Regions from separate parts of the Mus musculus genome. Here all the other regions are linked to region 2. A link is a contact called in public ChIA-PET, Hi-C and HiChIP or PLAC-seq data. All regions are on one chromosome and are shown on one strand. Each heading gives the region's core, a stretch centred on a gene start, on an enhancer-like site or on the middle of the called end of the contact. The rest is flanking DNA. Distances are from core to core; before and after follow the strand shown. Region 1 overlaps Gm38598 (a long non-coding RNA gene). Region 2 holds the start of Eif2s2 (eukaryotic translation initiation factor 2, subunit 2 (beta)). Region 3 has its middle 20 kb from the start of 9030607L20Rik. Region 4 has its middle 7.2 kb from the start of Gm14216. Region 5 has its middle 11 kb from the start of Gm14216. Region 6 holds the start of 9030607L20Rik (a long non-coding RNA gene). Region 7 holds the start of 2310005A03Rik (RIKEN cDNA 2310005A03 gene).

Evidence for each region. Hi-C and Micro-C count contacts between places; a contact is called where the count stands out from the background. ChIA-PET counts read pairs in DNA pulled down with a chosen protein or histone mark. HiChIP or PLAC-seq counts read pairs in DNA pulled down with a chosen protein or histone mark.
Region 1: an H3K4me3 HiChIP or PLAC-seq map of the 230-238 cell line shows a contact between it and region 2, with 2.1 times the contacts expected there. The contact joins the enhancer-like site here to the promoter of Eif2s2 in region 2. A contact is called at or near these places in 5 of 39 promoter capture datasets (erythroid cells, fetal liver, frontonasal cranial neural crest and 2 more), 7 of 115 datasets of contacts at active chromatin or transcription factors (the 230-238 cell line, bone marrow-derived macrophages, embryonic stem cells and 2 more) and 3 of 9 other capture datasets (adipose tissue, liver and pancreatic islet).
Region 3: an H3K4me3 HiChIP or PLAC-seq map of the 230-238 cell line shows a contact between it and region 2, with 15 read pairs. The contact joins the enhancer-like site here to the promoter of Eif2s2 in region 2. A contact is called at or near these places in 17 of 39 promoter capture datasets (the 3T3-L1 cell line, 3T3-L1-derived adipocytes, the C10 cell line and 12 more), 2 of 15 datasets of contacts at CTCF or cohesin (CD8 T cells and large pre-B cells), 1 of 484 Hi-C or Micro-C datasets (bone marrow-derived macrophages), 29 of 115 datasets of contacts at active chromatin or transcription factors (the 230-238 cell line, the NIH/3T3 cell line, the SCID.adh cell line and 22 more) and 4 of 9 other capture datasets (adipose tissue, bone marrow-derived macrophages, liver and 1 more).
Region 4: a contact with region 2 is called in an RNA polymerase II ChIA-PET map of memory CD8 T cells, with 407 read pairs. The contact joins the enhancer-like site here to the promoter of Eif2s2 in region 2. A contact is called at or near these places in 7 of 39 promoter capture datasets (3T3-L1-derived adipocytes, the HPC-7 cell line, HPC-7-derived erythroid cells and 3 more), 1 of 484 Hi-C or Micro-C datasets (bone marrow-derived macrophages), 14 of 115 datasets of contacts at active chromatin or transcription factors (the 230-238 cell line, bone marrow-derived macrophages, embryonic limb bud and 5 more) and 2 of 9 other capture datasets (adipose tissue and liver).
Region 5: a contact with region 2 is called in an H3K4me3 HiChIP or PLAC-seq map of bone marrow-derived macrophages, with 3 times the contacts expected there. The contact joins the enhancer-like site here to the promoter of Eif2s2 in region 2. A contact is called at or near these places in 9 of 39 promoter capture datasets (the 3T3-L1 cell line, 3T3-L1-derived adipocytes, the C10 cell line and 6 more), 2 of 15 datasets of contacts at CTCF or cohesin (CD8 T cells and large pre-B cells), 1 of 484 Hi-C or Micro-C datasets (bone marrow-derived macrophages), 36 of 115 datasets of contacts at active chromatin or transcription factors (the 230-238 cell line, the NIH/3T3 cell line, the SCID.adh cell line and 24 more) and 4 of 9 other capture datasets (adipose tissue, bone marrow-derived macrophages, liver and 1 more).
Region 6: a contact with region 2 is called in an H3K4me3 HiChIP or PLAC-seq map of embryonic stem cells, with 20 read pairs. The contact joins the promoter of 9030607L20Rik here to the promoter of Eif2s2 in region 2. A contact is called at or near these places in 9 of 39 promoter capture datasets (the C10 cell line, the HPC-7 cell line, cranial neural crest and 5 more), 2 of 484 Hi-C or Micro-C datasets (CD8 central memory T cells and bone marrow-derived macrophages), 21 of 115 datasets of contacts at active chromatin or transcription factors (the NIH/3T3 cell line, the SCID.adh cell line, bone marrow-derived macrophages and 14 more) and 2 of 9 other capture datasets (adipose tissue and liver).
Region 7: a Hi-C map of extraembryonic ectoderm shows a contact between it and region 2, with 2.5 times the contacts expected there. The contact joins the promoter of 2310005A03Rik here to the promoter of Eif2s2 in region 2. A contact is called at or near these places in 5 of 39 promoter capture datasets (the 3T3-L1 cell line, cranial neural crest, frontonasal cranial neural crest and 2 more), 1 of 484 Hi-C or Micro-C datasets (extraembryonic ectoderm) and 2 of 115 datasets of contacts at active chromatin or transcription factors (embryonic stem cells and microglia).

What each region holds. Positions count from the first base shown.
Region 1 is chr2:154,756,628-154,759,327 of GRCm38.p6, forward strand. All of the region lies in intron 1 of Gm38598 (a long non-coding RNA gene), which reads left to right. Among named protein-coding and RNA genes, the nearest start is that of Gm38598, 8.9 kb to the left of the region's middle. Within about 2 kb of position 1,289, at least 11 of the 459 cell types and tissues checked have an H3K27ac peak or open chromatin away from gene starts, as enhancers often do. A contact at or near this core is called in the 230-238 cell line, where this site is marked.
Region 2 is chr2:154,891,572-154,894,271 of GRCm38.p6, forward strand. Eif2s2 (eukaryotic translation initiation factor 2, subunit 2 (beta)) reads right to left here and starts at 1,335. Exons shown (of 9, transcript NM_026030.2): 1 at 1,119-1,335. The coding sequence starts at 1,133.
Region 3 is chr2:154,695,515-154,698,214 of GRCm38.p6, forward strand. No RefSeq gene overlaps it. Among named protein-coding and RNA genes, the nearest start is that of 9030607L20Rik, 20 kb to the left of the region's middle. Within about 2 kb of position 1,322, at least 22 of the 459 cell types and tissues checked have an H3K27ac peak or open chromatin away from gene starts, as enhancers often do. A contact at or near this core is called in the 230-238 cell line, T-cell acute lymphoblastic leukemia and epiblast stem cells, where this site is marked.
Region 4 is chr2:154,731,628-154,734,327 of GRCm38.p6, forward strand. No RefSeq gene overlaps it. Among named protein-coding and RNA genes, the nearest start is that of Gm14216, 7.2 kb to the left of the region's middle. Within about 2 kb of position 1,309, at least 83 of the 459 cell types and tissues checked have an H3K27ac peak or open chromatin away from gene starts, as enhancers often do. A contact at or near this core is called in the 230-238 cell line, the HPC-7 cell line, bone marrow-derived macrophages and 1 more, where this site is marked.
Region 5 is chr2:154,713,351-154,716,050 of GRCm38.p6, forward strand. It overlaps the pseudogene Gm14215. Among named protein-coding and RNA genes, the nearest start is that of Gm14216, 11 kb to the right of the region's middle. Within about 2 kb of position 1,276, at least 18 of the 459 cell types and tissues checked have an H3K27ac peak or open chromatin away from gene starts, as enhancers often do. A contact at or near this core is called in bone marrow-derived macrophages and differentiating embryonic stem cells, where this site is marked.
Region 6 is chr2:154,675,120-154,677,988 of GRCm38.p6, forward strand. 9030607L20Rik (a long non-coding RNA gene) reads left to right here and starts at 1,420. Exons shown (of 2, transcript XR_866878.2): 1 at 1,420-2,869. The region is part of intron 1 of Chmp4b (charged multivesicular body protein 4B); the gene reads left to right.
Region 7 is chr2:155,098,728-155,101,481 of GRCm38.p6, forward strand. 2310005A03Rik (RIKEN cDNA 2310005A03 gene) reads right to left here and starts at 1,352. Exons shown (of 3, transcript NR_040634.1): 1 at 1,301-1,352; 2 at 384-508; 3 at 1-280. Gm45609 (a long non-coding RNA gene) reads left to right here. Exons shown (of 3, transcript XR_001783519.2): 3 at 32-783.

The DNA of each region.
Region 1 (2,700 bases), core at 39-2,538, 130 kb before region 2:
GGCTTTTGGAGGCTCTGGTTTCTGAGTCTCAATAACTAGGCTGGATAGACTGGCTGGCCAGAGGAGCTGTCTGTCAATACCTCCCCAGCACTGGTGATTGTGATCATGACTACAAGGACACTCCACCATGCCTGGCTTTTTATGTGGGTGCTGGGGATCAAACTCGGGTCCTTGTGCTTGACTCTAGTAGGGACTTTACCGTGATGGCTTTAATGGTCAACTTCACATAATCTAGAATCACTTGAACAGTGTGTCCCAGTGAGGAATGGCCTACACCAGGCTGGCCGGTGGTGTATCCATCAGGGGTTGTCTTGATTACCTTAAGTTAATTAATGTGAGAAGACCCAGACCAGTGTGGGTGGCATCATTCCCTACGCTGGAGGCTTTTGGAGAGAAACTCAACAAGAGAGAACCCAGGGGATTTCAAATCAGGTGCACAGAGTGGAACCTGTTGAGAACAATGATCTTGCTTGGTGTGAATTTTCTCCATTCCTAATGTACCCCAAACTTCTTTTCTTAGTGCTGTTTTTTAAATTTGTTTTTGTTTGATTGGTTTTTTTTTTTTATTGTCTTTAAAAAAAAAATAGGGTCTTGCTATATAGCCCAGGCTAGCCTGGAACTCACCATTCTTCTGCCTGTCTCCCCTGCACTAGAATTATAGGTATGTGCCATCACAGCAGACTTAGGGCTGATTTAAAATTTTTCTTTTTCTTGTGCTCTTTCACTCCCTCTGTATGCCTGTATTTTGAGACAGTGTCTAAAGCCAATTAGGCTGGCCTTAAAATGGCTACGTAGCTAAAGATGACCTTGAACTTCTGATCCTCTGGCCTTCACCTCTCAAAAGCTGAGGCCTATACCACTAAGCCAGGTTTGTGCTTGAGATGGCATCCATGGCATTGTGCACGCCAGGCAAGCACTTTACCCACAGAGCTACATCCTCCGCCCGCGAAATCTGCCTCTTACCAACAAATGTTCATTTCCAGACAGGTTCTTTGAAATATGTGGGATTAAGGCCCATTTAGAGAAAACCATCTACGTCAAGCCTGATCACGCACCCAGGAAACTCAGCAAGTAGAACGGCAGTTGATTTTTTTTCTCTACCAGTCACTTTATGAGACCAGCTCAGTGCAGTGTTGTTGCCTGATGCAATTACACATGTAACCCAGATGTCCCCCATCTGGTGGCTCTTGTCAGATAGGCTCAGGTTGAGAGACTTGGCCTATAGGTCCACAGGTCCTTCCTCAGGTGCTGGGAGCCCCCAGGGGACTCCTGCTCTGTAAAATGTGCCTCCCAGGGCCCTGGTTCTGTTATGAATGTCAGTGACACAGATGTGAAACTCAGCCACACATAGAGTCAGTTTCGAATCACAAAACGCGCTCATGGGTATAATTAGATTTTTTTTTTCTCAGTTGGTAAAAGTTTTAAATACAGACGAGAACAGAGAATAATCTAATAAATGTCTGTGCCCTCTACACTTGGTGTTACCATTTTACAATGTTTTCTTCTGATTAAAAACAATATCTGATAGGATATAAAGTGAAATCTCTTGTACATACCCACCTCCATAGAGAAACCCACAGGAATTTGGTATCTACCTTTCTTTTCACACATGTAATGTATCATATATGCCTGTCTTGCATGGCTTTAAGATGCACATAATAGAATCGTATTTTATTTTCTACAACAGGCTTTTAATGCAATAATGTGTACTTGAGAGCTATTTTGATGATATATGTAGACACAGATATATACAGTTCATTCATATTAACTGTTATGTAGCAGTTCATCACATGAATATTTATAAATTTGTCTATGCAAAGCTCGTTTGTAGACAGTTAATGCTTTTTACAAATTTTCCTCTGTGACAGACAATGCAGCAAAAAGCAAATATTCTTGTATGTATTTTCTGGACACACATGCAAGAGTTTCCTTTCTAAATTTCTAGAAGCGGAATTACTGGGACTTTCATGCTCTGCAGACTAGCCTGGGCTTGCTTTCTAGTTAGCAGCAGGGCTCTAAGATCAGAATCATGCAGAGCTTCTGGTGGCTCAGGCACAGACTGGCAGAGTAGTGGCTTCTGCCTCCTTCTGGTGGCCAGATCAAGTCTCAAGGCCAGTTTAGACTCAAGGAATAGTATGATGAGCTGGAGAGATGGCTCAGCAGTTAAGAGCACTGCTATTCTTCCAGAAGACTGGGGCTCAAACCTACATGGTGGCTCACAAGCATTCATAACTCCAGTTGTAGAGGATCTTCGGATCTCTATGGGCACTGGACATACATGTTGTGTGCACGCACACACACAAGCCAGCAAAACGCTCATTCACACAAAATAGCAAATACACATAAGATAAAACAAATATTCTTAAAAAAAAAAAAAAGAGCTTGTTGCTTTTTTCAGAAGACCCAAGTTCTGTTCCCAGTGCCCATGTCTATTGCTTCACAGCTCCAGGGTATCTGGTCCCCTCCTCCGAGCTCCTTACACCTCTTCTCACATGGGCATATGATCCTCCCCAGCCATACAGCATAATTTAAAGCAACAGAGCTAGGCAGCAGAGTGGTGCATGCCTTTAATCTCAGCACTTGGGAGCAGAAGCTCCTAAATGGATGGATCTCTGTGAGTTCGAGGCCAGCCTGGTCTACATAGAAAGTTCCAGGACATCAGAAGCTACACAGAGAAACCCATAATTCTGACCTTAACTT
Region 2 (2,700 bases), core at 85-2,584:
AAACCAACTTAAACTAGAACTAGTTCCCATGAAACAAATCTCTAATTCCTTAATGTAGTTACCTAAGTCCTCCATAAACTAACCAGCATCTACTTCAACCAAACTAGTGAATACTTCACTTTCTATGCACTTTCTCCCTTCTTGACCATAAACGCCTTGTGATCAGTTTTCTCATTGGTTGAGAAAATTCTGATCATTTCTAGAGCCCATTCAAAAGCCAACTCTGCACAGAACCTTCAACTATTCCTCTTACCCCTCCCCTAGGCCTGTAAGTCAAGTAAGTCACAAATTCTTCGTAAAGTACTTCCTTGGGGCTAGGATTAGGCTTCTAGGCCCAATGCTAAGCAATATCTAAGCCAAGACCACTCTTTTTTCTTTAAAGTCATTTAATGGTATGTGAACTAGGATAAATCTGGAAAAGGCAAAACCCAAAAAGATTTAAAAGAAAAAAAAAAGACACAATAAAACGGGGGACGGGGCTTGAAAAATTCTGAGATCCAAACCCAGTCAGTTTCACAGCCGGACCTTCCTGCTCACCTCGCCTGTAAAGGAAACTTTGGGACTCGGGCCCGAAAACTTTTCTCGAAAGGTGGTCACTTCCTGAGACTTAAAATATCTTCTCCTCTGGCTCTTTGGGTTCCTGTCTTAAGAAATAAGGCCTCGAGCGGGAAACGGGAGCGAGATATCCGCCCGGAAAAGGCAGCCTACAAAGTTTTAACCTCGGTGCTCCACCGGAACCGAGAGGGGCCTCGCAGGGCACCCTGACCCCTCAGCCGTGAGAGCCGAGGCGGCTATGTGTGTGAGGAAAGGAATGCCGGGGCGGCCGGGCAAACTAACTCGGCATTCAACCCCTTTCCGAGAGGACGGCTCAACACGCTCTCCATTCCGAAACGCCGATCACCGTGGGAGACAGGCCTCGCCGCCGCCCTGAGGAGAGCCGAGGGAGACCAAGTCTGAGGATCCAGAGTCCTCGCCGGCTCCACAGCTCCGGGACGCCTAGGCCGGGCTGCTCCACATGGCGGCCGGCTACAGCTAGGCCGCAGGCCCGGCTTCTCACACAGGTGTGGGTTCGGCTTCCTGCCTCAGTCCTTAGCCCTAACTCCAGCTCAGCCTCTCACCTCGTCCCCGGACATGGCTGTAGTTCGAGCGGGTTCGGCAGGGATGAAAAGTCAAACCGGTCGGCTTCACGGCCCGGAGTCAGCGTAGCTCCCACCGATACTTCTCACAGCACCGCACTAGGCTCTTGCATCAGCGAAAGGGAGCGACACCCCGCCCTCCTCTCAAACGTTGGAAGTGCGCCTGCGCAGAGCTCGCCAAAGCGCAGGCGTACAGTAAAGCCAACCTTACGTGCTTCTCGTGGCGCGAGTTATTCGGCGACTCCCCGGCGCCGGGCATACTGGGACTTGTAGTTTGGCTAGAAAAGACCGGCGCTTGTGCGCTTCGGGAGTTTCGAGGGCGTGCACGACTGTTTTAAACATGTCAGGATGTTCGGGTTCTTGTGCTGCTGGTTACCTAAGAGGTTCGAAAAGTGCTGTGTTGCTTGTAAAGTGAATTTGGGGCCATTTTTCAGGTTTAACTTAGTGGAAACCCTAATATGAACCCGTGGAGCTGAGTTCACGCTTTCCCCTAGAATCGGTCTAGTATTCGAGGAATGCACCTCAGTAGAAGCGTTTCACTTCGTGAGAAGTTTAACCTTCTAGCTTTTTACTTCAGAAGATTCTTCCCTGGTTTTCCATAGTTAGACCGAGGAACGAAGCCGTCCTCTGAGGAGAAACAGCCCAGCAAGCTACAGTCTGTCAGGAAGCTTCGAAATAGTCTTAACTAGCTCAATAAAGGGGCTATGTTGAGAAATGTGTAGAGTAGGTAATTAACTTGTTGACGAACTTCATACCATATAAGTAAAGACACTACAACGTCCTAGGCGATATAATCATCTGGGACTATTAATTATGTGTCCTTTTTTGACTAAAGCTTCCTTATATGGTACATGACTCCTTGTTTATGGAGTCTTTGCTAGACAATTCTGGATGTATCATCTATTTTCCCTGGGGAGATACAGCTGCCATTTAGGAAGGCCTCGGAGTATGCGCTTGTAGTTAAAAAACAAAACAACAAAAAAACACCTGTGTTTGTAACCACAGGGAACTGCAAAGCCCCACTGTTTGAAAGAATGCTCAGCTGGGGCGTCAGGTGATCCACTCAGGTGACTGAAGGGACTGCTCAAGTAAGTAGATGCTATCAGGAGATGAGAGTAATTATCAAGTTTTTAATGCTTCTTGCATAAAAAGAATCAAGTGAGGATTAATCTATGATTAGTGAAAAAAAGCCCTCACGTTAGAAGAGATGGGGAAAGTACTTAGTGATTTTTGTAGTTGGCAAAATGTTCTTCTTGATTGATTTTTGTATTCATACCTGATTACTGAGTTTGTCTTTGTTTTGGTCTACTGGAATTACAAAATGGTCTGTCTGAGCTGGGTGTGGTAGCACTTACCATCCTAGCTCTTGAGAAGTAGAGGCATGAATATCAGAATTTCATAACCAGCCTGGACTACATAAGATTTTATCTTTTTAAATTAATCAATTAATTGATTAATATACTTTACATCTTGACCACAGTTTCTTCTCCTCCCAGCCCCTACCCCCCATTCACTCATCCTCTATTTCTCTTCAGAAAGGGGAGGCCTTCCATTGATATCAACC
Region 3 (2,700 bases), core at 72-2,571, 200 kb before region 2:
GGGAGCGTGGCAGCAGGCAGGCATGATTTTGGAGCAGTAGCTGAGAGCTCACATCTAATCTACACTTTAGAGCCAGAGTGACTGGGCCCGGCGTGGGCTTTTGAGACCTCAGAGCCTATTCCCCAGTGGGATACCTCCTCCAACATGGCTGTGTCTCCTAATCCTTCCCCAGACTTATCGTTCAAAAGTGAACTGATGGGAGCCCTTCCCGTCCCTACCCCACAGCTCCCTAGGTCTCGTGTTCTTTGAATGAAGCAGCTCCTACCCTGGCTGCCACACTCATGATTGAGACTTGATGCCTGAGTTGAAATTGCCTGGTTTGGGGGAGATTGGGTTTGGCTAATGTCACAAGCTCTACTTGCCAGGGTCTCTCTGCCAACAGGACCGGGGCTCCCAAGCATCCTTTGATGTGGGAAAACCAGAGCAGCCTTTCTTGAGTCTCTCCAGCTGCCTAGAACGTCTCTCCCCTCAGCTCTGACGGGCACAGACACCAGGGCGCTGTCTGGGCTCCCTCCAAGAAAAGGGTGTTTATTTCTACAAGTCATATACCTCGTGCCTGGGTCTGTGGGGCATAGTGCTCACCAGTGTCTAGAAGTTTTTTTTTTCTTTTTCTTTTTCTTTCTCTTTTTCTTTTTCTTTTCCTTTTTCTTTTCCTTTTTCTTTTTCTTTTTTGCTTAGGAAGTTCTCAGGCCTGAAAAGATGTTATTGTACTAGATACTCTGGGTACAAGCAACAGAAGACAGCCAACACATAGAAATGATACTTACTCTAAATTCACTCAGGTTTTTTGTTTTGGTTTGGTTTTTTTAGCACCTACTCTGTGTAGGAACTTGAGTTTACATGCAACAGAGCACCTTGAGGGGACTTGCAGGTTGGTCTCAGGACAGGAAGTCTCGATGGAAGTGTTAGGGTTCAGTGGCTCAACTGTGTTCTCAAGAATAAAGCTCTTTCTGGTGTGATGGTGCATAACTAATCCCAGCAGTAGGACCACAACAAGTTCAAGGTTAGCTTGTTGTGTGTAGTGGTGAGACTGTCTTAAATGCAGCCAGAACAGCCAAGCGTGGTATACGCCCTTAATCCCAGCACTCAGGAAGTAGAGGGAGGAGACTTGAGTTCGAGGCCAGCCTGACCTATATAGATAGTTCCAGGACAGGGCTGCTTAGAGACCCTGCTTCAAAACAAAACAAAAAATGCTTTGCCTCCTGCGCTGCCTAGGCACATGGGCCTTTCCCTTAAACTGCCGCCTCTGGTCCAGGCCCTACCCTGGGTCACGCTCTGCTCCAGAGCAAACAATGGGAGGATCAGCATCTGGCCTTGCTTCACCTCTGCCTGTGTTAATGGATCCCAGAAGACTACACACAGGTCATTTCTGGGTCTCATGGGCCATGTGTCTCATGACTCATTCCTACTACAAGGGAGTCTGGGAGATGGGATGTATACAAAAGAGTCTATTGGGGTTCCCTGCTAAGGCAGGAGATGGACTTTCCTGTCCCAGAATGTCTGATGGTTTGTCTGTGTTTGGGCTAGGGAGTAGCACTGTTAGGAGGTGTGGCCTTGTGTCACTGTGGGCTATGGGCATGGGCTGGGCATGGGCTTTACTACCCGAGTCCTAGCTGCCTGGAAGTGAGTCTTAGAGACCTGCAGATGAAGATGCAGAGCTCTCAGCTCCTGCTGCACCATGCCTGGATGCTGCTACGCTCCTGCCTTGATGATAGTTGGCTGAACTTTTGAACCTGTAAGGCAGCCCCAATTAAATGTTGTTCTTAAAAGAGTTGCCTTGGTCATGATGTCTGTTCACAGCAATAAAACCCTAACTTAAAGACAAAAGTTGGTACCAGGGACTGAAGTATTGCTTGACCATGCTTTTGTTTGGAAGAATGTGGATTTCAGTACTTTGGATTTGGAAAGTGGTGGAATGTTTTAAACGGGGCTTAATGGACTGTCCTAGTAGGAATATGGAAGACTTGCTGAGAGTGACTGCAAACCAGGCCCAAGAGGTTTCAGAGGAGAAGAATATCAGTTTGTAGCATAGAGACTGTTTTTGTGGTATTTTGGTGAAGAATGTGGCTGTTTTTTGCCCTGATTTGAAGAGTCTACCTGGGGCTAAGGTAGAGATTTATATTAATTGTATTGACAAAGGAAATTTCAGAAAAGCCCAGCAGAGACTTTGTTCTCTTGTTAAGTCTTATGAAGAGCGTTTTGAACAAGCTTAGTAAGCTTAGAAAGGAAAAATACAAAATATATGGTATTAAAGGGGCACCAGAAAGTGGAATGGAACTGAATCTTGTGTTTACGGATTATTAAATTGAATTAAGGGAGTGTGGTAACCTTGGGCCTAGATCCCACACAGCAAAGTACAAGCCTTTAATCCCAAGAGGCAAAGGCAAGCAGATCTCTGATTTTACATCCAGTCTTGAACAGAGCAGGTTCTAGGTGAAGAAAAGCTTAAGTCTAGGCATGGTGGTACACCTTCAATCCCAGCATGACAGGAGACAGAGCCACACAGATCTCTGAGTTCAAGGTCAGTCTACAGAGCAAGATCCAGGATAGCCAAGCTTAGGCAGTGAAGGAGTTGGGAAACAGAAAGCTGGTGATAATGTAATGAAACAAGGGGGCCATGTTTCAGCTCCTGCAAGCAGCAGAACTTGGCAGCTTCGGCCATGGGGCTCTGGCTTCAGAGTCCAGAATAGAAGTGATTAC
Region 4 (2,700 bases), core at 59-2,558, 160 kb before region 2:
TGAAAAGCCCTGGTTCCGCGCCCAGCACTTCATAAGCCAGGTGTTGTGCAGCACTTCATAAGCCAGGTGTTGTGGCACAAACCTGTAAGCCCGGCACTGGGGGTGGGGGAGGCAGGGGATCAGAGCTTTAATATCATCTTCAATTAAACAGTGAGTTCTGAGCCACCCTGGGCTACATGATCAATCTCTCCTCTCCTCTCCTCCCCTCCCCTCCCTTCCCCTCCCCTCCCCTCCCCTCCCCTCCCCTCCCCTCCCCTCCCCTCCCCTCCCCTCTCTCTCTTTGAGAAACCAGACAGTGTCTGTTTTGTTCCTAGGGGCCATTTTGAGTCTATAGCCAAGTTAAGTTTCTCTTTATAATAAAACTTGAGTTTCTGTTTCTCAGAACTGAGCTGAGCCCTACCCCATTAATGAACAGCAAACCAACCCCCAGGAGCCACCTGTTCTCTGGAATGTTGCATACCCTTTGTTCTGTGACCCACTTTCCTTAATTGCCTGGTCTTGCTTCTGTAACCATGCTTATGTGAAAAGTCCCCTACCCTAGGATTTTTGCCTTATCTAAAGGACTTGAGAAATTAGGTCGGGGCCTCATGAACTTGGCCCCAGAGGGAGACAGATGCCAGATTCAGCTTCGATGTGTACACAGAAAAACCTTGCTTTAATTTTGGCCATAATCTGGGTTGGTGGTCTTTCTCCTCGACTCTGTGGGATTAACAGTGTGTGTGTGTGTGTGTGTGTGTGTGTGTGTGTGTGTGTGTGTGTGTGTGTGTGTGTGTGTGCTGGGAGATAGCTCAGTTGGTGAAGTGCCTGTGGTACAGGCATAGTTCAGATACCCAGGCATGTCCATGTGCTGGCATGGTCACACACATTTACAGTCCTAGGGCTGAGCAGTAGAGACAGGCAGATTTCCAGAATCAACGTAGTCAATCTGAGAGTGCTTGCCTCAGTGAGAGATCTTGTCTCTAAAGATATGGTGGAAAGGGATAATGACAGGGGAAGATATCTGATATTGACCTCTGACTTCCACATGCATATGTGTACACGTGCATGCATGTATATACACAGTCACACAAACACACATTCATACAGTACCCCCCAAAACTGGGGGGGGGGAAGACTTGAAGGTAAAAAGCTCGAATATTTTGGACTTTAAATGTCCCTGAAGGCATGTGTATTAGAGAGTCTCCTCTGTTCACTAGCAAGCAGGACCTTTCTGTTGCTGATAGCTCAAGTCTCTTGGTAACTCACACATGACTGTGTGCCTTCCGGTTTGTCGATGCTTTGGTCAGACAGTACTAAACCACAGCCATGAAGCTGCAACACCGTGACTCATCGGAAGGGACTGTCAGTGAAGATGGGCAAGCTGTCTGTTTCCCCTCACTTTACAATAGTTCAGTACAGAGACGCAGCCTTCTTTTCTTTCATGCCCGACCTTTAGAGGGTGATCAGATTCCTTCCTTAGCACCACCACCAAGTCAATGTGAGGTGAAGGGGTTTCCTCTTGATTGTCATAATCAAAGTAGGTCACCTTCTAGTCATTTGCCAGAGACAGCTTTTGCAGTCAGGAGGAATTCCCTCCTCATCCTGGGCTCCCTTCACCTTTATACTTGTCTTTTCTTTCTAAAAATCTCTCTGCATACGTTTGTGAGCTCAGGCTTGTATGGTCTACAATGTGAGTGCAGGGCATCTTGGGGAATTCCTGCCCTCTCTCTTATTAGAGACAGTTCCTTTGGTTATCACTGTGCCTCGTGCTAGGCTTGCTGACCTGCCTGCTCCAGGGGATTGATTCTCCACTTCCCACATCCCAGGAGGAGTGCTGGAGACTCAAATGCAGGTCCTCACACACATAAGGCAAGTGCTTCACCCACTTGAGCCACTTTCACAGCCTGGATTTCACACGGTCTATAGTGTCTGAAGTCTCAGTCCACATCACCATGATAGTCTTTTCTTCTTCTTCCTGTAAAAGGTTTTAGAATTTTGAAAGGCCTTTAATCCTTTGTTGAAATAGGATCTTGCATTGTAACTCAAGTCTGCCTCAAACTCACTATGCAACATGGGCTAGCTTTAAGTAACTAATCCTCCTGCCTCAGCTTCTTGAGTTCTGGGATTATAGTTGTATATCATCATGCCTGATTCATAAAACTGTCGAAATGTGTTGGGACGCCGGGCATGGTGGCGCACGCTTTTAATCCCAGCACTCAGGAGGCAGAGGCAGGCGGATTTCTGAGTTTGAGGCCAGCCTGGTCTACAAAGTGAGTTCCAGGACAGCCAGGGCGACACAGAGAAACCCTGTCTCGAAAAAACAAAATAAATAAATAAATAATTAAAAAATGTGTTGGGACATGGAACCCGGTGAGCCACCTCAGGTTATGAGGGTATATGTATATATATATGTGTGTGTGTGTGTGTGTGTGTGTGTGTGTGTGTATGAAGGAAACAGTAAAATCCCTGTCAGGTTCTCCCACCTGTAGCGGATTCTCTTACTTGTAGTTCTCCACTGATACAAGTGCCATAGTCCTGAAGAGAGACCCTGACAGTAAAGAGCTGACCCTGCTGCAAACAAGGAAAGATAGGGGCCATGGAGCAGAACCCCGGGAAGACGAATGGGGATTGTCACAGGAAAAGGAGAGCAAACGCCGGTTTCCACGCAGGAAGTGGCAAGTGCTCGTTCGAGCATATATTTTCACTTTTAAAATTGTCTTT
Region 5 (2,700 bases), core at 26-2,525, 180 kb before region 2:
CTCTGGAAGAGCAGACAGCGCTTCCCCTCTTCCCCCACCCCTGGACACACGACACACACACACACACACACACACACACACACACACACACACACACACACACAAAGAAGCTTTCTTCATCCTCAAGAGAGAAAGCAAGCTCACTGATGCCTCACTTGAGAATGCTGTCATCTTGGGCCAGTTCTCTCTCAATTCATTTCAACTCAACTAGTCTCTTTCTCTGCTGCTCTTCCCTCCTCCTCTGCCGGGGGTAGGGTGGGGTGGTGGGTGGTGGTGGTAACCGTAGTGCTTGGCGCCCTATGCCAGGCCGAGGATCAGAGCTGAGTACCGGCCGAACTTGAAGAGTGGAGAGACCTGAACTGGGAGCACCATTTTGTCCGTGACCCTTGCGCCGGAAGCTCAATTCCAGACAGTGCTCTTAACCGCTGAGCCATCTCTCCAGTCGAATGAAGCGGGGTGGGAGGGGAGTGGGCCTTATGTGTGCGCATTCTGGAGTTCTCTCAGAGGCCTCAGAGCCAGAAATAAAACAAAACAGGACATACTGACGTCTTCTTTAAATAGTCACCCCAAAAGTACTGTGCAACTGTCCCCATCTTACAGAGGTAGGAACCGAGGCCCAGGAGATGACCTGCTTAATGTGAGGATGATATGGGTCTGAGCTGATGTTCAAGGGCAGACCCACTCAGCTCCAAAGCCCAGGTTCTTGTTTGGATTCACAATGGAGAACAATGACCAAGTTTGATATTAGGGTCCTGAGAACAGCCGGTCTCTTGTTTCAATTTGCAGAAACAGGAACTGGTCTCAGGGCTCCTGGCCCAGAAGCCACCACCAGCAGCCATTACCCCAGAGAAGAGATGTGTAAGGAAGTTGCTGACTCCAGGGGTCAGCGCTGGGCTCCCCTCCCCCCAAAGCTGTCCGCAATCCCCCCCCTAGATTTTTTCTCCAGGCTCCTATACCCTACCTGAGATGCTAGCTCAGAGCAGAGAGCCAAACCCAGCCATAAGCCAGGGGCTGAGCTCTGCCCTGAAGAATCATGTCCTTCATTTTGTCCCCTGCATTTTACACCACCATGTAAAAATTTCCATTAATTCCTCGGAATAAAATGTAGTGGCTGTTAATTTTTGACGCCTGGGAAGTAGCCAGCTGAATGCCTTTTTTATGCCTGAAACTATTTTCCACTATTAGGGAAGTGTAATAAAAAGTTGTCTTTCCTTGATTTTATTTTTTAATTAAGTGGGAAGTTCTGGGCAGCCCTGCTGCTGGAGCTGTGGCCTGCAGCTTGCAGTCTGAGGAAGTAACAGAGAAAGGACTAAAGCCTCTAGATACGGTCTCTACAGGGTCTCCCTCCCCTTTGTTAGGCATTTCAGCTAATCTCATTCCCACTGGGTCCTGGGAGCCTCCCCGGTTTGGGGGGGGCACCCACTCATCTCCAAATTTTTAACCTAGAATGACTCCTGTCTAAGGAAATACGGGGACAAAGTGTGGAGCAGAGACTGAAGCAAAGGCCATCCAGAGACTGCCCCACCTGGGGATCCATCCCATATGCAGACACCAAACCCAGACACTATAGCGGATGCCAAGAAGTGCTTGCTGAAGGGAGCCTGATATGGCTGTCTCCTGAGAGGCTCTGTCAGAGCCTGACAAATATAGAGGTGGATGCTGAAAGCCAACCATTGGACTGAGCACTGGGTCCCTGATGAAGGAGTTAGGGAAAGGACTGAAGGAGCTGAAGGGGTTTTACAACCCCATAGGAGGAATAACAATATCAACCAACCAACCCCTCTACCCCCCCAGCTCCCAGGGACTAAATCACCAGCCAGAGTACACATGGAGGGACCCATGGCTCCAGCTGCATATGTAGCAGAGGATGGCATTGTCTGGCATCAGTGGGAAGAGAGGCCCTTGATTCTGTGAAGGCTTGATTCCCTAGTGTAGGGGAAGGCCAGGGAGGTGAGGTGGGAGTGGGTGGGTGGGGGAACAATCTCATAGAAGCAGGGGGAGGGGGATGGGATAGAGGGCTTGCAGAGGGGAAACTGGGAAAGGGAATAATGTTTGAAATGTAAATAAATAAAATATCCAATAAAAGGAAAGAAAAGAAAACAAAAGAAGAGAAAAGAAAAGAAAAGAAAAGAAAAGAAAAGAAAAGAAAAAAGACTAAAGCCACTACACCTTTCCCAAGGCCATTTCCACAGCTATACTCTAACCCTCAGAAGCAGCCAGAACCACTGACCCGGCCCAAACCATAAAGAACCCTGAATTTTCTTATTTCCCAAGGCTGTGAGAGACAGTGTGGGCTCTGATTTCAAACAGAGCTGTAGGCATAAATTTTTTTGCAACCTACTTTTAATAAGGGTTCAACCTCTCCTCAAGCTCACCACCCAGCAGAGGTCGTGGAAGAGAAAAGTTATTAGGATGTGGGGGAAGTGGACCTGCTCAGCAATAGTTCTTTGGGGGCGAGCTTGATCTCCGTTGGCAGCCACTCAGTCCCATAGCAAACACCAAATATGACTCAGCAGCTGCAGACCAGTCCTGTAGGCAGGCAGACCCCAGGCATGAACCAGCAGCTATAGTCCAGTCCTCTCAGCAAGCAGACACCAGGAGGCTGTAGTTCAATCCTGAAGAAACCACCAGGCTCGCCAACCAGCCTGAGGTGAGGCTGCAGAAATGGCAAGCTGGCGAAGGAACCACTCAGTGGCGGGT
Region 6 (2,869 bases), core at 170-2,669, 220 kb before region 2:
ACAATTATATTGTTATGTATGTATGATATATATATATATATATACATTATCATATGCCATATTGCATCTGTGGAGGTCAGAGGACAACTGTGGAGTCAGCTGTTCTGTCTTGTGTTGTATAGGTCCGGGGGAATTGAACTTACATCATTAGTCTTTACTCACAGAGCCCCTTGTTTTTTGAGACAGTGCTCAATTTATGCAGTCCAGGAACCAGAACCCAGCAGTCTAACAGCTGTATCTTCAGCACTCCTGCCTGTATTTGAGACAGGATCTTGCCTAGCTCATGCTGCCCTAGAACCCATGATCATCTCCTGACTTTGCCTCCTAAGAGCTGTGACTGTGGGGCAATGTGTTGTGCTCGATCAGAACGCCTACTTCCTGATCACTCCCTACCCTGCATTCTTTCCTGCACCACTGGATTTTGGCCTACACTGTTGTGACTTGCTCCAGGGAACAGAGATTATTTTTAAACAGTATTTCAGGTTTTGATGATTCTGTGCACTTTAACACCTGTCCTCCAATTGTTGCCTCACATACATGACATGTCACATACATGACACATCTTATCTGCTGTGTCTCCAGGGATGAGCAGGTAGTGGGCTCATGACCAGTCTGCTGTTGCTTTTAGTGCTGGAGACTGAACCCAGGGATTTGCCCGTGCCATTCGAATGCTTTCCTGTCTCAAACTTGGAATGTGGCCAGCATGGAATGGGAGCTTCTGATCGATCACCCCTTGCCTCTTTCCCAGGGCTGGGGTTATAAGCATGTGCCACCACATCTGATTTTTGAAGTGCTGGGATGGGACCCAGAACTTTGCAAACACTAGGCAAATAATCTGTCAACTGAGCTACATCTCCAGCCACCGGTTCTGTGTTTTAGTTGTGGTAAAAAATGTATATATGCCGGGCGTGGTGGCGCATGCCTTTAATCCCAGCACTCGGGAGGCAGAGGCAGGCGGATTTCTGAGTTCGAGGCCAGCCTGGTCTACAAAGTGAGCTCCAGGGCAGCCAGGGCTATACAGAGAAACCCTGTCTCGAAAAACAAAACAAAACAAAAATGTATATAACACAGAAGATAAAACTCATCATTTTAGCATGTAGTGACAGCTCTGTGACATTAAGTACACTTACGTTGTTAAACTGCTCCCTTTACTATTTTTATTTTAAAAAATTTTTTATGAGCATGGGCATTTTGCCTGCATGTATGTCTGTGTGAGGGTGTCAGGTCTTCTAGAACTGGAGTTAGACAGTTGTGAACTGCTGTAGGTCTGGGAATTGATCGTGAGTCCTTTGTGAGTGCGAGTGCAGTCAGTGCTTTTAACTGCTGAGCCATCTCCCAGTTCCTGTGTTTACTCTTTTTTTTTTTTTTTTTTTTTTGCTTTATTTTATGTATATGGATACTTTGCTTTCATGTATGCATGTGTACCATGCCTGGTGTCCAGGCAGGCCAGAAGAGGGTGTCAGGTCCTCTGGAACTGGAATTACAAGTGGATGTCAGCCACCATGCAGGTGCTGAGAGTTGAATCCAGGTCCATTGGAAGAGCAGCCCTGATCTTAACAAGCTGAGCCATCTCTCCAGTCCTCCCGTGTTTACTCTTAAGTAAAACTGTTCTTATGTTTGGCTCCTTCCTGTCGTTAAGATGAGTTCCTTCTCAAAATGTGATGCAGTAGTGGAAGGTTCTGGAGTCAGAGGGACTGAGCGGGATGGAGTTCGGGCGCCATCTCTGGCTAAGTGCGGTTGTTTTGGTTTTCCCTGGGCACAGAGGCTCATTACCCCAGGCCGACTTGGAACTTCCGGAGGATGGCCTTGAATCAAGAGAGTCCTCTGCTTCCACCTCTGAATATGGGGATTACAAGCAGAGCCATTGCTACTCTTGTTATAGGGGCTGGCATTGGTTACTCCGCAGCCAAAGGGTTTACTGACTCGATGACTGTGGGAAAGGGCAGGGTGGGGCTGGGCTCTCTTCTGCCAGTTATCACCGTTTTTTTGACTCCCTTGTAAGTCTACTCATTGACTAGATGGCCAGTATGGTTAATAGTTTTGTTCCTGTAAATTCTTCCTACCTCGTGATCTCCCTTCGCAGATTGAAAACTCAAAAGAATTCTGATTGGCTGCTGGGATCATGTGTTCATGACTAGCCAATCACTACAAACCGGAGCTTTTGAGCTCTGTGGCTAACAGGCCTACCGGACTGTGCATAGGGAAGCGGTCTGTTTGCTAAGGCTGGGGCTTTAAGGGGTCTGTTCATAGGAAACTGTTGTCTGTCTCATTTCTCCTGTTATTGTCCGGCTTATTGTCCTGCTCAGGTGTTGTCTCCTAGATCAAGCTGGGCTTGTAGGGAAAGCAGGAGACCGGGGTTCTGCCCCTAGGCCCCCTCCTTCAGTGGTAACCAGTCAGGATCTGCTGAGCTCTGAGCCCAGGGCTTCAACTTCCTATGCATGAGTGTCTCTGAGCACTTGCTGTGTACCGAGGATCCTGAGGGAGTGGGACATTGCCTGCTCCTCGGGGTACATATTCTATTTAAGCTGCATGCAGAGTAAAAGGAAGACAAGCATCAGGGCTCTGAGGTTTTTGCCCTATTTTTGAACAGACCAATCAAGCACAAGGCTGTCTTCCCAGAAGAAAGTCTTTCCCCCCCTCCCCTGGTTAGCCTGCTGTCTTTTGGACAGGGGAATGTGTCTGTCTCTGCAGCCCTCTCCCTGTGACTCGGAAAGGCCTTGTTAGTTTGGTCTCTTGTAACAGTTGTACACTGGAAGCGTTTTCTGCCGACATTCCTCTTTCCCTACTTCCACGCAGCGTCCCAGCCCCCAGCTCTGTTGTTATCTCCGTTGCCAGGGCGCTCTCATGCTTGCTCAGGCAGAAGGGGGCT
Region 7 (2,754 bases), core at 102-2,601, 210 kb after region 2:
CCAAAAGAGGAATTTCACTTTTTCTCCACAGACTCTGACACCGACTGGCTGTGTGATCCTGGACAGACTGCATCACCTCATGGACATTTTTTCATCTGTGAGGGGAAGATTTCCTGGCAGTGGTCTGAGAAATGGTGGCAAGGACTGAAGGAGTTACATGCATGGAGAGTACTGTACCACCAGTTGGGCAGAGATGGAATTGCACTTCTTTTTGCTCTGTCTTTTCATCATCTTAGAAGTGGGTGGAGCCTCCTCTTCATAATTCCTACAGGGTTTAATACTGAGGAGAAACTTTGTAAAGTAAAGGATTTTTAGGGTTGGGGCGGTGGCACAGTAGGTAAAGCGCTCGCTGTGTCAGCCTGAGGACCCGGGCTGGTACTTACAACAAAGCATGGTATGATCATCAATAATGCCAGCACAGTTGCATAACGACGGGCACATCCCCGGGGAATCAGCTGCCAGCCAATCTCATGCTAGGTTCAGTGAGCAATTTCTCCCCAAAAATAAGCTGGAGAAGGACAGAGGATGACGCTGAACTTTGACCTCTGGCCTCCACACACATGCATGAGTGAGTGCACCCACATCAACACACACACACACATGTGAAAAACAAATCTTTTAAAATAATAATATGGGTCCCTAAGTACTGGAATTGAGAACAGTGCCTACATCCCAACGTTTGTAAGATGTCAGTGGACTGCAGAATAAGTGTGGGGATAGTCCTCATGGTAATTATTTGAAGTTTCTTTCGGGCGGTAGTAAATGTCAAATTCTTTCCATTAACCATCTCTATCGTCTTTGTTCCTCTGCAGGGGCTGAGTCAGCCTGTTGGGTGACCCAGGCCTGCCCTAGGGGAGGGAGGAAGCTACACAACTAAGTCCTTTGAGCCTCACCCCTGGCCAGAGGGCATCAGCAATTGGAAAGTAGCCCGGCTTTATGGGGAAACAATGGTACCAGCCAGCTGCGGGTGAAGCTGGGCTGAGCCGCCTGGCCTGATCTGGTGCGTGTTAAGAAGGGTGCCCCTCACACCTGAAGGGTCCACTTCACTTGAAGACAACTTAAGTATCCATCAATCAGAGACAATTCTTAAAGCACTTTGGAAAGGGTGGCTCAAGAGAGTCAGGGAATGTAGGAAGGGAACCCCCTGAGCATTCCCCATGAACAGCTCTATGCATGAAATCCCCCAGTCTCCCTGCTAGAGGACCTCAGAGTCCATGGAATTGAACTATTCTGGCACATGGGGGAGAAAACAAAGGATCCCTAAGGGGCCGAAAGCTGTCTGAGGTCCCATATTACTAACAACCACAGAGCTGGAGCTAAAATCCGGGTTCCCTTTGACACGCCGAGTCCACACCGAGAAGCGATGTGTGCATAGCCTTTTATGAGCACACTCAAGTCCACATCTCTGACGAGTGTCCATCTGACACATAAGATAGTGTCTGGTCACCTGACCCCTGGAATCTGAAGCATGCGTGTCTCCAGGACAGACTCTTGCCTGTCTGACTGTCAAGTCTGTAATGCAGTAATTGCCAGAGTTCAAAGCCTGCCTCTAGAGTCTGGAAAAATAGCCCATAGATAAAATACTTGCTATACAAGCACACGTTCCAGAGTTCAAATCTCCAGAACCCATAACATCCAGGTGTGGCAGTAAGCTTCTGTAGTCCCAGTGTGGGAGTGAGTAGATAGAGGTGATCCTGTGGGTGGGGCTTTCTAGCAGGTCAATCTAGTCAAACCATTCAGCTGCAGTTTCAATGAGAGACCTTGTCTCAAAAAATCAGGTGTGGAAGCAATAAGGAAGACACCCATTGTCAAGCCGTGACTTCAACTTACACCAGTGTGAGCAGGCACATCCCCAGACGTGTGTGCATTCACATATCACACATACTTGCACACAAACTCACAAAGCTCAGGGATAACACTTCCTATGGGCGTGACCTTGGATAAATTAGTTTATTGCTTTGGTGGCTCCGAGATGGCCCTCAGTGATCTTTACCTCAGGGTGTCTATGCCCTTACGTGGACAGTTTTCTGGGGAAGGGGGGAGGAGGGGGGAGGGGGGGGGTTCCTCCCACAGGGTATCTATTCCCTGTTGTAGGCAGTTCCTTCTCACGAATGCGACTGGCCTCTGTAACCACTGAAGGATTGCAGAAGTGAGAGCCCAACCTCAGGTCAGAGAAGCCATGAGAAGTTCTATCTTGCTCTCTTGAGCCACTGGCTATGGGGAGAGTCAGCTCCCATGTCAAGCTGCTCAAGGAAAGAGCCACACAGCTAGGGGCTGAGTCCATTTTCTGCTGCTATAACACGTATAAAGAAGTTTAATTGGCTCAAAGTCCTTGAGCTCTCTGCTGAGGGCCTTCTTGCTGCATCATGACTCAGATGCATGGAAAAAAAGGAACAGGGTGTGTGTGTGTGTGTGTGTATGCTGGGGCTGTTGGTGGGGGCTGGTCTTGCTCTTGCTTCTGATGATCAACCCACTCCCACAATGCTGGCTTTAGTTTCCTGATATGATTAACCTCCTGACAACCTCCCAACACTTTCAGAATAGCATCAACATCAGAAGAGGCATTCAGACCATGTGTTACAAGTACAGAGACGCCGGGTGGTGGTGGCACACACCTTTAATCCTAGCACTTGGGAGGCAGAGGCAGGTGGATTTCTGAGTTCGAGGCCAGCCTGGTCTACAAAGTGAGTTCCAGGACAGCCAGGGCTATACAGAGAAACCCTGTCTCAAAAAAACCAAAACCAAAACAAAACA